Regions from separate parts of the Mus musculus genome. Here all the other regions are linked to region 2. The links are chromatin contacts, called in public Hi-C maps. All regions are on one chromosome and are shown on one strand. Each heading gives the region's core, a stretch centred on a gene start, on an enhancer-like site or on the middle of the called end of the contact. The rest is flanking DNA. Distances are from core to core; before and after follow the strand shown.

Evidence for each region. Hi-C and Micro-C count contacts between places; a contact is called where the count stands out from the background.
Region 1: a Hi-C map of the N1E-115 cell line shows a contact between it and region 2, with 2.8 times the contacts expected there. The contact joins two enhancer-like sites. A contact is called at or near these places in 7 of 484 Hi-C or Micro-C datasets (the N1E-115 cell line, bone marrow-derived macrophages, embryonic fibroblasts and 3 more), 3 of 115 datasets of contacts at active chromatin or transcription factors (the HPC-7 cell line, double positive thymocytes and pancreatic cancer cells) and 3 of 9 other capture datasets (adipose tissue, liver and pancreatic islet).
Region 3: a Hi-C map of bone marrow-derived macrophages shows a contact between it and region 2, with 2.7 times the contacts expected there. The contact joins two enhancer-like sites. A contact is called at or near these places in 24 of 484 Hi-C or Micro-C datasets (the 63-12 cell line, the BV-2 cell line, the C10 cell line and 17 more), 10 of 115 datasets of contacts at active chromatin or transcription factors (CD8 T cells, the HPC-7 cell line, the NIH/3T3 cell line and 7 more) and 4 of 9 other capture datasets (adipose tissue, bone marrow-derived macrophages, liver and 1 more).

The regions. Positions count from the first base shown.
Region 1 is chr16:95,847,053-95,850,866 of GRCm38.p6, reverse strand. The region is part of intron 1 of 1600002D24Rik (RIKEN cDNA 1600002D24 gene); the gene reads left to right. Among named protein-coding and RNA genes, the nearest start is that of Gm32130, 47 kb to the right of the region's middle. Within about 2 kb of position 2,471, at least 44 of the 459 cell types and tissues checked have an H3K27ac peak or open chromatin away from gene starts, as enhancers often do. A contact at or near this core is called in the N1E-115 cell line, where this site is marked.
Region 2 is chr16:95,727,326-95,731,545 of GRCm38.p6, reverse strand. No RefSeq gene overlaps it. Among named protein-coding and RNA genes, the nearest start is that of Ets2, 27 kb to the right of the region's middle. Within about 2 kb of position 2,570, at least 179 of the 459 cell types and tissues checked have an H3K27ac peak or open chromatin away from gene starts, as enhancers often do. A contact at or near this core is called in the 63-12 cell line, the BV-2 cell line, CD8 T cells and 8 more, where this site is marked.
Region 3 is chr16:95,824,832-95,829,123 of GRCm38.p6, reverse strand. No RefSeq gene overlaps it. Among named protein-coding and RNA genes, the nearest start is that of Gm32130, 25 kb to the right of the region's middle. Within about 2 kb of position 1,558, at least 126 of the 459 cell types and tissues checked have an H3K27ac peak or open chromatin away from gene starts, as enhancers often do. A contact at or near this core is called in the 63-12 cell line, the BV-2 cell line, CD8 T cells and 7 more, where this site is marked.

The DNA.
Region 1 (3,814 bases), core at 1,222-3,721, 120 kb before region 2:
AAGAAGATCTCAGAAGATGGAAAGATCTCCCATGCTCATGGATTGGCAGGATTAAGATAGTAAAAATGGCCATCTTGCTGAAAGCAATCCACAGATTCAATGCAATCCCCATCAAAATTCCAAATCAATTCTTCATAGAGCTAGAAAGGGCAATTTGCAAACTCATTTGGAATAACAAAAAAAACCCAGGATAGCAAAAACTATTCTCAACAATAAAAGAACGTCTTGGGGAATCACCATCCCTACCTTTCATTTTCAAGGCAGAGTTTCTCTGTGTGGCCCTGGCTGTCCTGGAACTCACTCTGTAGACCAGACTGGCCTTGAACCCAGAGATCCTCCTGCCTCTCTGCCTCTGAGGGCTGGGATTAAAGGTGTGCACTGCCACCTTCCTGCTAATCTCAGTGTATTTTCATATGGCTTTTCTTCTGGGGTCTTTGTGTTCATATTTCTTTTCCCATGATCATCAAACAGAGTGGATCAGCATCTAACCTAAGGGCCTCATTTTAAAAGTTTGTTCTTTGAGAATTTCATACATATATACAAGGTATTTTAACTGTATCAAACCCTCATTTTGTTTCAGCTCTCCAAACCCTGTTCCCCAATGTGTTTCCTTTGTGATTTTTTTTTTAAACCTGCTGAACCCAGTACTGTGCCTGGACACTCAGGTGTTCCATCCACTGGAGCATGGACAACCAGCCAGGTCCATTCCCTAAAGAAGACTGGCTTGCTCCACTCTAATAGCCATTCTGCTCAGAGCTCCTCAGCCAGGGATGTGGTTTTACATGCCCTTCTGCCATCTATGCTGAGAGGTTGATTGGCTTGGTTGTGTGTAGGCAAACACATCTTCCATGCCTTCACAAGTGCAACCACCACTGTGTCATGTTTAGAAGACACCAGTTCACCCCAGTCCTCCCTTGGGCTCATGAAATCTCCTTCCCCACCTCTTGTGATATTTGCTGAGCCATGTGGGGCGGGGCATGATTTGATATAGGTGTCTCATTTAGGGCTGAGCGCTTCATAGCTGCCTATTCAAGCTCTGTTCAGCTAGCTATGCATCTATATCAACTGTTAAGAGCATTATTTAATATCACTGTCTCTGTAATGTCCCTGACTTCAATGCAAGTTTTTTTTTCTTTGCACTTCAGTTTGTGGATTATGAGGGACACAATTCATACCATCAGAGCAGCTGAGGTGCAGGGTGTTTGTCCTGTTGCTACAATGTAATCAGCTCTGCTACAATGAAATCAGCTCTGTGCACAGCTTCCTCAGGTGTGGCTATCTCTAACCTTTCATTCTTCAGCTCTAACCCCAGCTTCCCTGGAAGAGCACCTAGCACAGGCCAGAGTCTCAGTGTGAGAGGACTCCATGAAGTCTGTCAGTACCAGGTCACAGGAACCCCACTGGGCCATGCTGTGTAGTAGCGTATGTAACTGGGACCTCACAGAATGTTCTGTTGCTTTGGATCATTTTTATTTTCCTGGAAGAGTTGCTGAGATCAGCATGAGTCCTTTGCCCACCAGCACTTCCCAGCTATATTCCTATAGCCTGAGGTGCCTTCACATGGAGCACACTGGCTTTGTGAGGAGGTCATTTTCTAGAACCCAAGGACTTTTTGTGTGTATGCTTTTCATTTCTGAGATAGTCTAGGCTGACTTCCAACTTGCTATATATCTGATCATGACCTTGAACTCACGATCCTCCCACATCTATCTCCCACATGCTGGGACTACAGGCATGTGCTGCCATTTCTGGTTGTGTGTTACTAGGGGTTGAGCCAGGGATTGAACCACGTGTGCTAAGCAAACACTTTACCAATTGAGCTGCACTCCCAACCCCACATCCTGAGATTTTTGAAGTGCTGAAGTCACAAGGCTACCTCCAGTCTTCCACATTAAGGAAGAGGGAAACACAGTGTGACGTGTGTGTGTGTGTGTGTGTGTGTGTTTTGTTCCTTATGGTCCTCCAGGGACTGACCCTCCAAGTTGACTGGAAGTGGCTCCCTTCACTTGAAAGTGCCCCTTGCCATCACTCTGGCTTTTGATTTGGCAAGCAGTGACATTTCTGAGGACCACATCAACTCACAGGCCCCTTTCCTATCCAGAACAAACAGTGCTTGTCTGGCTCTTCATCACCCTCTGTGACGCCTGGATGGAATCTGATAAAGAGACCTTTATGGCATTAATTACAACCCGGGCTCCTCGCTGCGTTTTATATGTGAGTCTTGTGTGCTCTGTTTAATGTCAAGGAGAAAGCTCATAACACACCAACATTTATATGGGCCCATTAATCTTCAAAGCCTTGCACTGACTTCAGCCAGCCTCAATGGCCCTCTTGTGCAGGTAATAATAAGGCTTTTTTGGTTTCATATTCTTCCCCCCTCTGCTTCTATTTCTTTGTAGATGAAAAGATACCTAGAAAAATGTGTTGTGATCTATAGGACCCCCTGTTTCAGGTCTGGGGCTGCTGGTTCCCCTCACAGCTCTGTGCATTGCATCAGGGAAGCTCAGATCCACGTGTGATACCCCAAGCCTTTGACTTGAGCCAAGCAAGCTGCTTTTCATTAAACACACACTTCAGTTGGCATGCACTTCTCTCAAATTAGCAAAGGAGTTTCTGTGTGCAGAGCTGGGACCGGAAGGAGTGGGGATCTCTGGAGAGCCATGCCAGTTTACTGGTGTTTGTAGGCTGCTGGGCCCTGGCTGTGCTCATCAGTGGAAGGAACTGGACAGGCTAGCCCCTTACCCTGGAAGTCCCAGCTCTGATGTTTCATGAGGTCTGTGTTAGGCTGGGTTAGCAATTCCTAGACCCCATTTCAGAAAGCACAAGTCCCACACATATGTTTGCAAATTAATAGCAGGCAGAACTATGTTCTGGGGAAGGCGTGGGACCACTCAGTGTCCTTGTGGGTGTGTGTAGCAGCCTCTCTCCACTGTGACACATTCCAGCTGCTTTTGGACTTTGCTAAATTTATTTTTACATAAAGGATCTGAAAAGGCCATTGAAATAGTTTTAGTTTAATTTTAAATTAATTAAATCTGGTGGATTTGGATCTAAAATTAGAGAAGTTAAGAATAAAGTCTCCAGATACAGCTAAATGCAGCATGTGAATGTGTACACATATGCACACATAGGCGTGTGCGCATGCACACACACACACACACACACACACACACACACACAGAGCTGATCTTGGAGATGTGAGTTGAACGGTGGTTACCAGAGGCTGGGTGAGGATAGAGGAGGGCGAGGATAGAGGAAGGAGCAGGAGCGACTGCTGAGTTACAATTACAAAGGAACAAAATCCTCTGGTGTGCCTTGTAGAGTAACTGGGTAACAGTGACCATAAATATGTATTTCAAAAGCCAGAAGAATAAACTTCAAACATTTGCATCTTGAAGAAAGGAGAGGAAGCAGCTGTTTATTGAGGCTCGACATGATACAAGTTCCTTTTAAACTGATACATTGAGGCTCGACACCACACAAGTTCATTTTAAACGGATACATAAACGGATACATAAATGCCCATGCTGAAAGGTACCATGAGATGTTGAAATACATGCTCCCTGCAGACAAGCTCCTCTTTTGAGTTCTCCATTCTGCACCACCCCCAGCCTGACCAGTGTATCCAAATCAGGTGACCAGCAGCACATGCTGCTATCGATGGAACAATCTAGACAGGCATGGAGGCTCACACCAAATCCCAGCACTTAGAAGGCAGGGGCAGGAGAATTACCATGAGTTTGAGGCCAATGTAACCTTCATTTCATCCAGAGCTACATAATGGGACCCTGTCTCTAAATAAGCAAGATAATGA
Region 2 (4,220 bases), core at 1,321-3,820:
GCTCCACATCTCTGCTTCCTTTAACTGGAACTCTCCAGACCAGCCACCTGCTCAGAACCCTGTAGAATATTCCATCTCTAAGGCAAGCAGGTACCTAGTTACCAGGGCCAGCCCTCTCTTGGGCTGAAAGACAGGAGGACAGCCAGTGTCCCTAGCTGTGTTCCTCTTAAGACACAGTTACCAGCAGCACGGTCCTTGGAGTATACTGGGAATGTGGAAACAGCTCAGTGCAGGGGACACAGTCATTCCCAGGCACCGTCCACCCAAACTCTAGCAGGCCCTAGCAGGGGTGTTCTCTGTCAGACTCGGCTCACCCAAGGCTGGTGAGGCAGCAAAGCTCATTCTTAGTGAAGTCCCCTCTGATCCTCCTGTGAGGGTCACAGGGATGACTCCTTTTGGGGGATTCCTCTGCCCATGTTTGCCTAATGTTTAGATATATCTGAGTTGCTAATGCTGTATTGTTTCCTATTTACCAGTTGTCTATGTCCTCTTAAAAAAAATATTCTACCATTCTTGATGCTAGAGAGATGGCTTAGGAGCTAAGACCGTGCACTGCCTTTGCAGAGGACCTGGGTTCTGTTCCCAGAACCCACACAGCATCTCTAAGTCATGTGTAACTCCAGGGGACTCGAGTTGCTCTTCTTTCCAGGGCACTAGGCATACACATGGTATACATGCATGCATGCAGGTAAAACATAAAATTAATCTTAAAATAAAAACTGTTCTTTTTATCTGGCCCTTCCTCTCCTCCTTCTCCCTCCCTTCCAGTCTACCTTCTCCTCCCCCCTTCTCTCCCCCTCCTTTCCCCTTCCCTCTCTTCCCCCTCCTCACCCTCCTCTTCCTTCCCCCAGTCCTATTTGTTCCCTTTCCTTGCCCTCTCCTCTCCTCCATCCCCCCTTCCTTTTCTTCCCTCTCCCTGCCTTCCCCTCCCCCCTTTCCCCTCCCTCCCCCCTCTCCCCCTCCCTCCTCCTTTTTCTCCTCCTTTTCTTCCTTCCCTGTGCTAGTTTGGGACCCAGAGGCTTGCACAAGCTCAGATAAGTGCTCTACCACTAGGCTGCATTTCAATCCTCTCTTCATTTGAGCATTTGATCTGATTTTACTTTGTCTCTACCCTTGGCGATATAAATCTCACCCCTTGTTTACTCTTTATAGTAAGAGCCTCTCTCTGTGTCTGTAATATTTTTAACGCTTAAGATAGTTCCAAGAGCACAGATACCACTCAGGGTACTGAAGCTATCATGAATCTGATCAGTGTTGAGGACATGAGTTGAAGAACCCTCTCAGATTTCTCTCAGAGTCGTCCATTCACTTCCAGCCCTAGAACCTCAAGGTGGGGCTGGGTTCAGAGACAGCAGAGACTTTACAGAGGCACCTGGATTAGGATTAGGTCTCCGTGGTGCACTAAGGTAGGCTGCTGTTATCTTATGAACAGGAGAATGTGGACACAGGAGCACCACTTTCCTGTGCAGCAAGTGGAGGCTGGGGTGAAGAGCCAGGCAGGGTAGATGATGCACGGACGCCGTGTCTATGTCCACACAGCAGGGAAGGAGCTGGGGGTGGATGATGCTTATTTTCCCAAAAGGAACAAAACTGGTGACATCCTCACGTCACACAACAGCTTGCAGAGCAATAATAAAATAAATGCTGCCAATGTGTGGCCCTGGATGCCAGCCCCACGGAGTTAATGCTTACAAGATGTGGGAGGGTGGACTAAAAGAAACAGCTAATGTGAAAGCAGCAGGGTGTTTTCTCATGTGTGTGCATGTGTGTGCATTTGGTGTGTGCTCACATGTATATATCATGTGCACGTTCCAAGGACTGAAGTCTTAGCTCCCATACACATCAGGCATAGCAAGTCAGGAGCTACACTGATGGATCAGGATCCAGCCCCTCTGGTGCAGGAGTTTTATCTCTCTAAGCCTCAATTCCCACATCTGCAAAATGGGAGTAGTAAAACCAACCTCTCAAGGAATAAATGGAATGGCAGATGAAAGTGAACTTTGAAAATGGTGCTGGCTGTTGCAGCCATTAATTATGTGCTTACTTTATGATATGGACAGCCGCATCCAACCCCAAAGTGGGTGGTATTTCTCAGCACCAGGTTCATGTGAAGGTGACCACAGCCAACATGTAGTTCTTTTCTATTCAGAGTCCAAGTCTCATGTGCTTTTTTTTTTAGCCTCCGTGTTCTGTCTTCCAGCCAGCCTGCCTCTCTCTGGTCCACTGGACTGCACGAACCCGTGCTTCTGATGTGCTGTGCCACGTGATCACATGCTGAACCCTGGCTCTACATCTGAAGAGATTAGAGTTGGACACATGGAGACAGCTTGTGGGAACTGGCTTTGGCAATCCTGAACCATTGTGCCACCTGAACATGGCTTCGGGAGACAGGGAGGGGACAGTTACTCATAGCGCCTAGAACAAAAACCATGTCAGTTCCAGTTGCAACGATGTCATCACACCAGCTATGCCCAAAAATGGACTTTCCCAAGTGTCATATTTCAGGCAGGACTCACATGACTGAGCTCCGCCCAAGAGTTACAACATGCTTTCATAACCGGGGGTTTCCCCGGCTAAGCTTTTGGGTCTCACCCTTCTGTATTGCTCTGAGAGAGCTGACAGATCAGCATCTGGCCCAGATGAAGAGATCTGAAGGTCATGGGTAATTTGAAATGCAAACCAAGGGCTGTGGATAGAGGAACTGGGAGCCTGAAGGAGCCCTAGTGTGACATCTGCAGTAGTGTTGATGATTCCTTTTTAAAAATAACAACTGTTGTGTTAGAGAGAGAGAGAGAGAGAGAGAGAGAGAGAGAGAGAGAGAGAGAGAGAGAGAGAGAAGCCAGGCATGTTTGGTGGATGAGTGGTATGGTACAGGGGAAGGGGGTGCCTCTGAGTGCCCATGCTGAGGCATCCCTTCCCCCTGAGGGACCAGCCACAGGATGAGTATAGTATATAATAGAGCTTATTTGGGGCATGAGGAGGGGAGTTGGGGGAGGGAGGGAGGGAGGGAGGGAGGGAGGGAGGGAGGGAAGGAGGGAGGGAGGGAAGGAGGGAGGGAGAGAGAGAGACAGAAGAAGAAGGAGGGTGAGGAAGAGGAGGAGGAGGAAGAGGAGGAAGAGGAGAAGGAGAAGGAGAAGAAGAAGAGGGGAAGAGAGGAGAGGAGAGGAGGGGAGGGGAAGGGAGGGGAGGGGAGGGGAGGGGAGGGGAGGGGAGGGGAGAGGAGAGGAAAGGAGAGGAGTGGAGTGGAGAGGAGAGGAGAGGAGAGGAGAGGCTAGCCATGAGGAGTGGAGAGAGTGGGGAGAGAAGGAACAGAGGAAGAAGAGGGTAAGAGAGCAAGAGAAGAAGAAAGAAGAGAGTGAGGAGGGGCCAAGCAGCCCCTTTTATAGTGAGTCAGGCACACCTGGCTGTTGCCAGGTAACTGTGGGGTGGAGCCTAGAAGGAATGCCATCACCAATAAATAACATTTTATTTTAAAAATTATACAGTATATTTTGATCATATATTTTCCCCTTGTTTAAATTCTTCTCAGATCCTTCCTACTTCCATCCCTTCCCAACTGCATGTTCTTTGCGTCTCTCAAGGCAAAAACAAAACCCAAAAACTGAAAATTAAAACATAAACCTAAAAAAAAAAAGTCAATAGGACAAAAAAAAATGTCCAAACAAAACAAAACAATAGTGTGCCGGACCCCTTCCCCCAAACAAAACTTCTGGAGTTGGTTTTGTGTTAGCTAACTACTCCTGGGCATGGGACCTGCCTTGGAGTGTGGTATTCCCAGGGATAGCCATTTGAGACAATGGATTTTTCCTTCTACCAGAAAGTATCCATTGCAAATAGTTTCTTAGTTAGGGGTGATACTTTGTGTCCACTTCCCTTCCTCCATGCTGAGATTTTGTCTGGTTTGAACCTGTGCAGGTCTTGGTATGCTACTGTAGTCTCTGTGAGTTATTATTATTATTATTATTATTATTATTATTATTATTATTATTATTATTATTTTATCAATCCTTTTATATCTGATACCTCTGGCTCTTCCAATCTTTCCCCTCCACTTTCATAAAGGTCCCTGAGCCTTGATGAGGTCTGGCAGGGCTTGATAAAGACATCTTCTCTGCACGTTATCTAGCTGTGGGTCTCTGTGTCAATTCTCATCTATTGCAAGAAGCTTCTCTGGTAGGGGCTGAGAGATGCTTTCATCTGTGGGCATAGGAGTATAGCAT
Region 3 (4,292 bases), core at 309-2,808, 99 kb before region 2:
ATGGCTCTAGAGTTGACTGTGGCTTCTTGGTTAAAACACAAAACAACAAACAAGCAAACAAAAAACCAGAAGCTACAATCATTTTTTCCCCATCACTGGCCCCAAATGATGGCAATCTAAGTGACAGAGACAATCTTTGAAAAGACTGGTTTATTCTGGAGTGATAGCAACACATGTGCTGTAGCAAATTGTGGGTGCATCTGGGGAGGTTGAGGCAAGATAAACAGGGTAGCTTGTAAATGAATAGTCCTTGACTGTAGGACCAGCAACAGGGATGAGGGAGGGGTAGTTCACAGTTAGACAGGCAATGTCCTTGCAGAAATATTCTCTATGTGAGGTCATGGTGACCTCTGGGCAAGGTAGTGATCCTGACAGCTCCCACTGTCGTCAGGAGCATGCCCATGACAGATCTTCTACTTGCACCAAGCTGGGTAGTGTTAGCTGTCAACTAGACATAACCTGGAATCATCAGGGAAGAATGTCTTTGTGAAGCCTTATCTAGATCAGGTTGGCCTCTGGGCATGTCTCTGAGGATCATTTTGATTGCTGATTGATGTGCGTAGGACCAACCCATGGTGGGCAGCACCATTCCCTAGGCAAAAGGTCCCATCCGGTATGAGAGAAGAGAAAATGAGCTGGGAAGGTTCATAGAACTATTCTCTCTGCCCCTGACTGTGGATGACTAGTGGCTTTAAGATCCTGCTTTAGGGCTGGAGAGATGGCTCAGCAGTTAAGAGCACTGACTGATCTTCCAGAGGTCTTCAGTTTAATTCCCAGCAACCACATGGTGGCTCACAACCATCTGTAATGGGGATCTGATGCCCTCTTCTGATGTGGAGTGTATTCACATACATTAAATAAATAAATAAATAAATAAATATCCTGCTCATGTGAAGCCTATCACCTCACTTCTCAAGTCTTGGTGTGCTCATCAACCAGAAGGAATAAGGACATTGGCTCCAGTCCCTATCTACAAGCTTTAGTGGAATGAGATGACCCAGTGTACTGGCTAGTTTTGTGTCAACTTGACACAGCTGGAGTTATCACAGAGAAAGGAGCTTCAGTTGGGGAAATGCCTCTACAAGATCCAGTTGTAAGGTATTTTCTCAACTAGTGATCAAGTGGGGAGGTCCCCTTGCGGGTGGTGCCATCTCTGGGCTGGTAGTCTTGGGTTCTATAAGAGAGCAGGCTGAGCAAGCCAGGGGAAGCAAGCCAGTAAAGAACATCCCTCCATGGCCTCTGCATCAGCTCCTGCTTCCTGACCTGCTTGAGTTCCAGTCCTGACTTTCTTTAGTGATGAACAGCAATTTGGAAATGTAAGATGAATAAACCCTTTCCTCCCCAACTTGCTTCTTGGTCATGATGTTTGTGCAGGAATAGAAACCCTGACTAAGACACCCAGGCTTCCTGGGTTGCTAGGCAGATGGGGGAACTTAAGCCATCAGCTCAACTGCTCAACTCTATTTTTCTATTTCCTTCTTGAGGTGATGTCATGCTTGTGTGTGTCTCTATAAACGAAACGGGAAGCCTGAGGCTAAGACTGACCACATTTGCCCCATGCTCTATCCTCTTTGTGGCTTTATCTGGCTTCTGTGAGGCCGGCTCCCATCTCTCTGCTCAGCCCGAGGCCTGCTTAACCACAACAATTAGAAGGCTTGCTTTATGGGGAATCTCAGACGATAACTCACTTTGGCTAATTGGAGTGGAATGAAGCTGGCGGTTGGCTCTTGAACACGTTTAGGATGCCAGAATCTACTGTGGGTTGTATGTGTGTGTGTGTGTGTGTGTGTGTGTGTGTGTGTGTGTAGCAGCCAAATTGCCAGGTATGACAGGGAGTGCCTATAGATGTCTCTCTGTGGGAGGCTGAGGTGAAAGGATCTACTACTGAACTCACGACTTCCTGGCTAGCCTGAGCAAAACAGTCAAACTCTCTCTCTCTCTCTCTCTCTCTCTCTCTCTCTCTCTCTCTCCCCCTCTCCCTCTTCCCCTCCCCTCCCTCTTCCCCTCCCCTCTCCCTCTTCCCCTCCCCTCCCCTTCCCCTCCCCCTCCCCTCCCCCCTCCCCTCCCCCTCCCTCTCACCCCTCCCTCTCCCTCTCCCTCCCTCTCTCTCTCTCTCTCTCTCTCTCTCTCTCTCTCTCTTAAAAAATGTGTCAAATTAGAACAGGGGCTCCCAGCTTTGCGTGGTTGATATGTGATACTGGAAGTGTCCTTGAGGTAAGGACTGTCCTGGGTGGTATAAGATGCTCAGCAGACATGGGCCATTACCCTCTAAAGACCAGTAAATCAACCCTCCCTGAATTGTGAAGACTGGGAAAGGTTGAAACAGGGAAGAGAGTGGGCAACAAAGACTCTTTCCTTGCTGGTCTCCGTAGTAGAGACTCTTTCTTATTTTTTTTAAGATTTATTTATTTATTTTATGTATACGAGTGTACTGTAACTGTACAGATGGTTGTGAGCCATCATGTGTTTGCTGGGAATTGAACTCAGGACCTCTGCTCGATCTGGCCCAAAGATTTATTTATTATTATTATATATAAGTACACTGTAGCTGCCATTAGACATACCAGAAGAGGGCGTCAGATCTCATTACGGATAGTTGTGAGCCACCATGTGGTTGCTGGGATTTGAACTCAGGACTTTCGGAAGAGCAGTGCTCTTAATCGCTGAACCATCTCACCAGCCCTAGTGGAGACTCTTTACGTCATGTTTTCTCCAGCCTTCACTTCCTGAAGTTCTAGATGGTATCAAAGGATCCTGGCTTCTCCCTAAAGCTTTGGACTGTCCTGTAGAACTTGAAGATAGATGAGTGTGATTATCAGACAAAAAAGGTTGAATTTACTTATCAAGTTGATCGGCTACATAGATACCACATTTCAGACTCACAGACACAGCAAGATACTTCCAACCATATCTTTTTCAGATTGAGAAAAATCAACTTGAAATCTCCACAATCCTGGGAGGCAGAAATATAAGCAGAGCTGTGTGTTCAAAGGTCACAAGCAAACTGGAGCCCCCCACTTTCCGCAGGCTCTGGCTTCCCTCAGTATCCCACAGAAGTTCTCTGACTTGACAGCTACCAGGGATCCAGTGAAATTCATCTCTTTCGCCTTAACTTCCTTACTTCTAAAAAAAAAAAAAAAAAAGGAGCCGGACAACCCTATACTGTGAGGTACAGATTAAATACGCTCAGCAGTTGCCATGGTAACCACCCTAGCTAAAATGTCTTTACTGTTATCACCAACATCGTTAGTAGTGAGAGTTTTTCCACTCATGGGCTATCATGAGCCTGGGGATCTGCAGCCAGGGCTGGCATTCTAGAACAGTCTTTCATGCCTTTGGAGGTGGTAAGAAACTGCCATTGACTTGGGGAAAAGAAACCATTAGTGTTTTGCTCAAAAGTGTTCTCCTGACAACTGTGGAAACCGTATATATCATACAGGTAACACTAAATGAACCGAGATATATATGAAGGGAGGAAATGACAGTTTTAATTAAAAAAATGTTTACCTGTGACAGGGGCAAAGCCACATTTGTAAGCTTTGAGAAATTCAGATGGATGATTCTCACCAAAGACTCCAGGACTGGTCAGGACTGACTGCAGTAACACCCTGGTGTCTCAGAGGATTGGGAGGAAAGTCTCATTTTGTGCCCTTGTCAGTCCACTGCAGGCGGCACGGGAGAGCTCTGTTTATCATGACCACTCACAGGGCTGGCTTCACTCTTGGACATTTGCCAGGTGCCAGGGCAGGAGTGGGGAAGGGAAGTAAGATCCTATCCTGGTGTCAGGTTGCTGCCTCTGCCAAGAAGTACTTGGATCACTTCTGTTTGTCATTCGGCTGGGAACCATGGGCTCCATGTACCCAGGAAGGAAAGGGGTGGGACCCAGTGAGCCCCTGATCTCCACCCTAGGGTCAGACCACAGGCAGGGCAGAGACCATCTGGTCACCAGGCTTTGTGTGGAGCAAAGGCAGACGAATGTTTTCCTAAGGGGCCATAGGAGCCATATGGCCCCTGTCCTAATGTTCCGACTCCTGGACTCTGAGATTACACTGTGGCTTTTATAAACAGAATGGTGGTATCTGTGTTCTCATGAACTTACAAAAGCAAGCGGGCCAGGGGACCCCTCAGAAATCTCCAATGTTGTTTTTCAACAAGCAGGAAGAGTTGGGTGGCATCAGGAAGAGCAGGGGACTGCTCTGCAAGTGAGCATGGTCAGAGTTGCAGCGGTGTCTGCCCAGTGTCTGTGTTAGTCTCTTAGGATCTATTTAAAGTATGGGGGGGGGGGGTAAGGA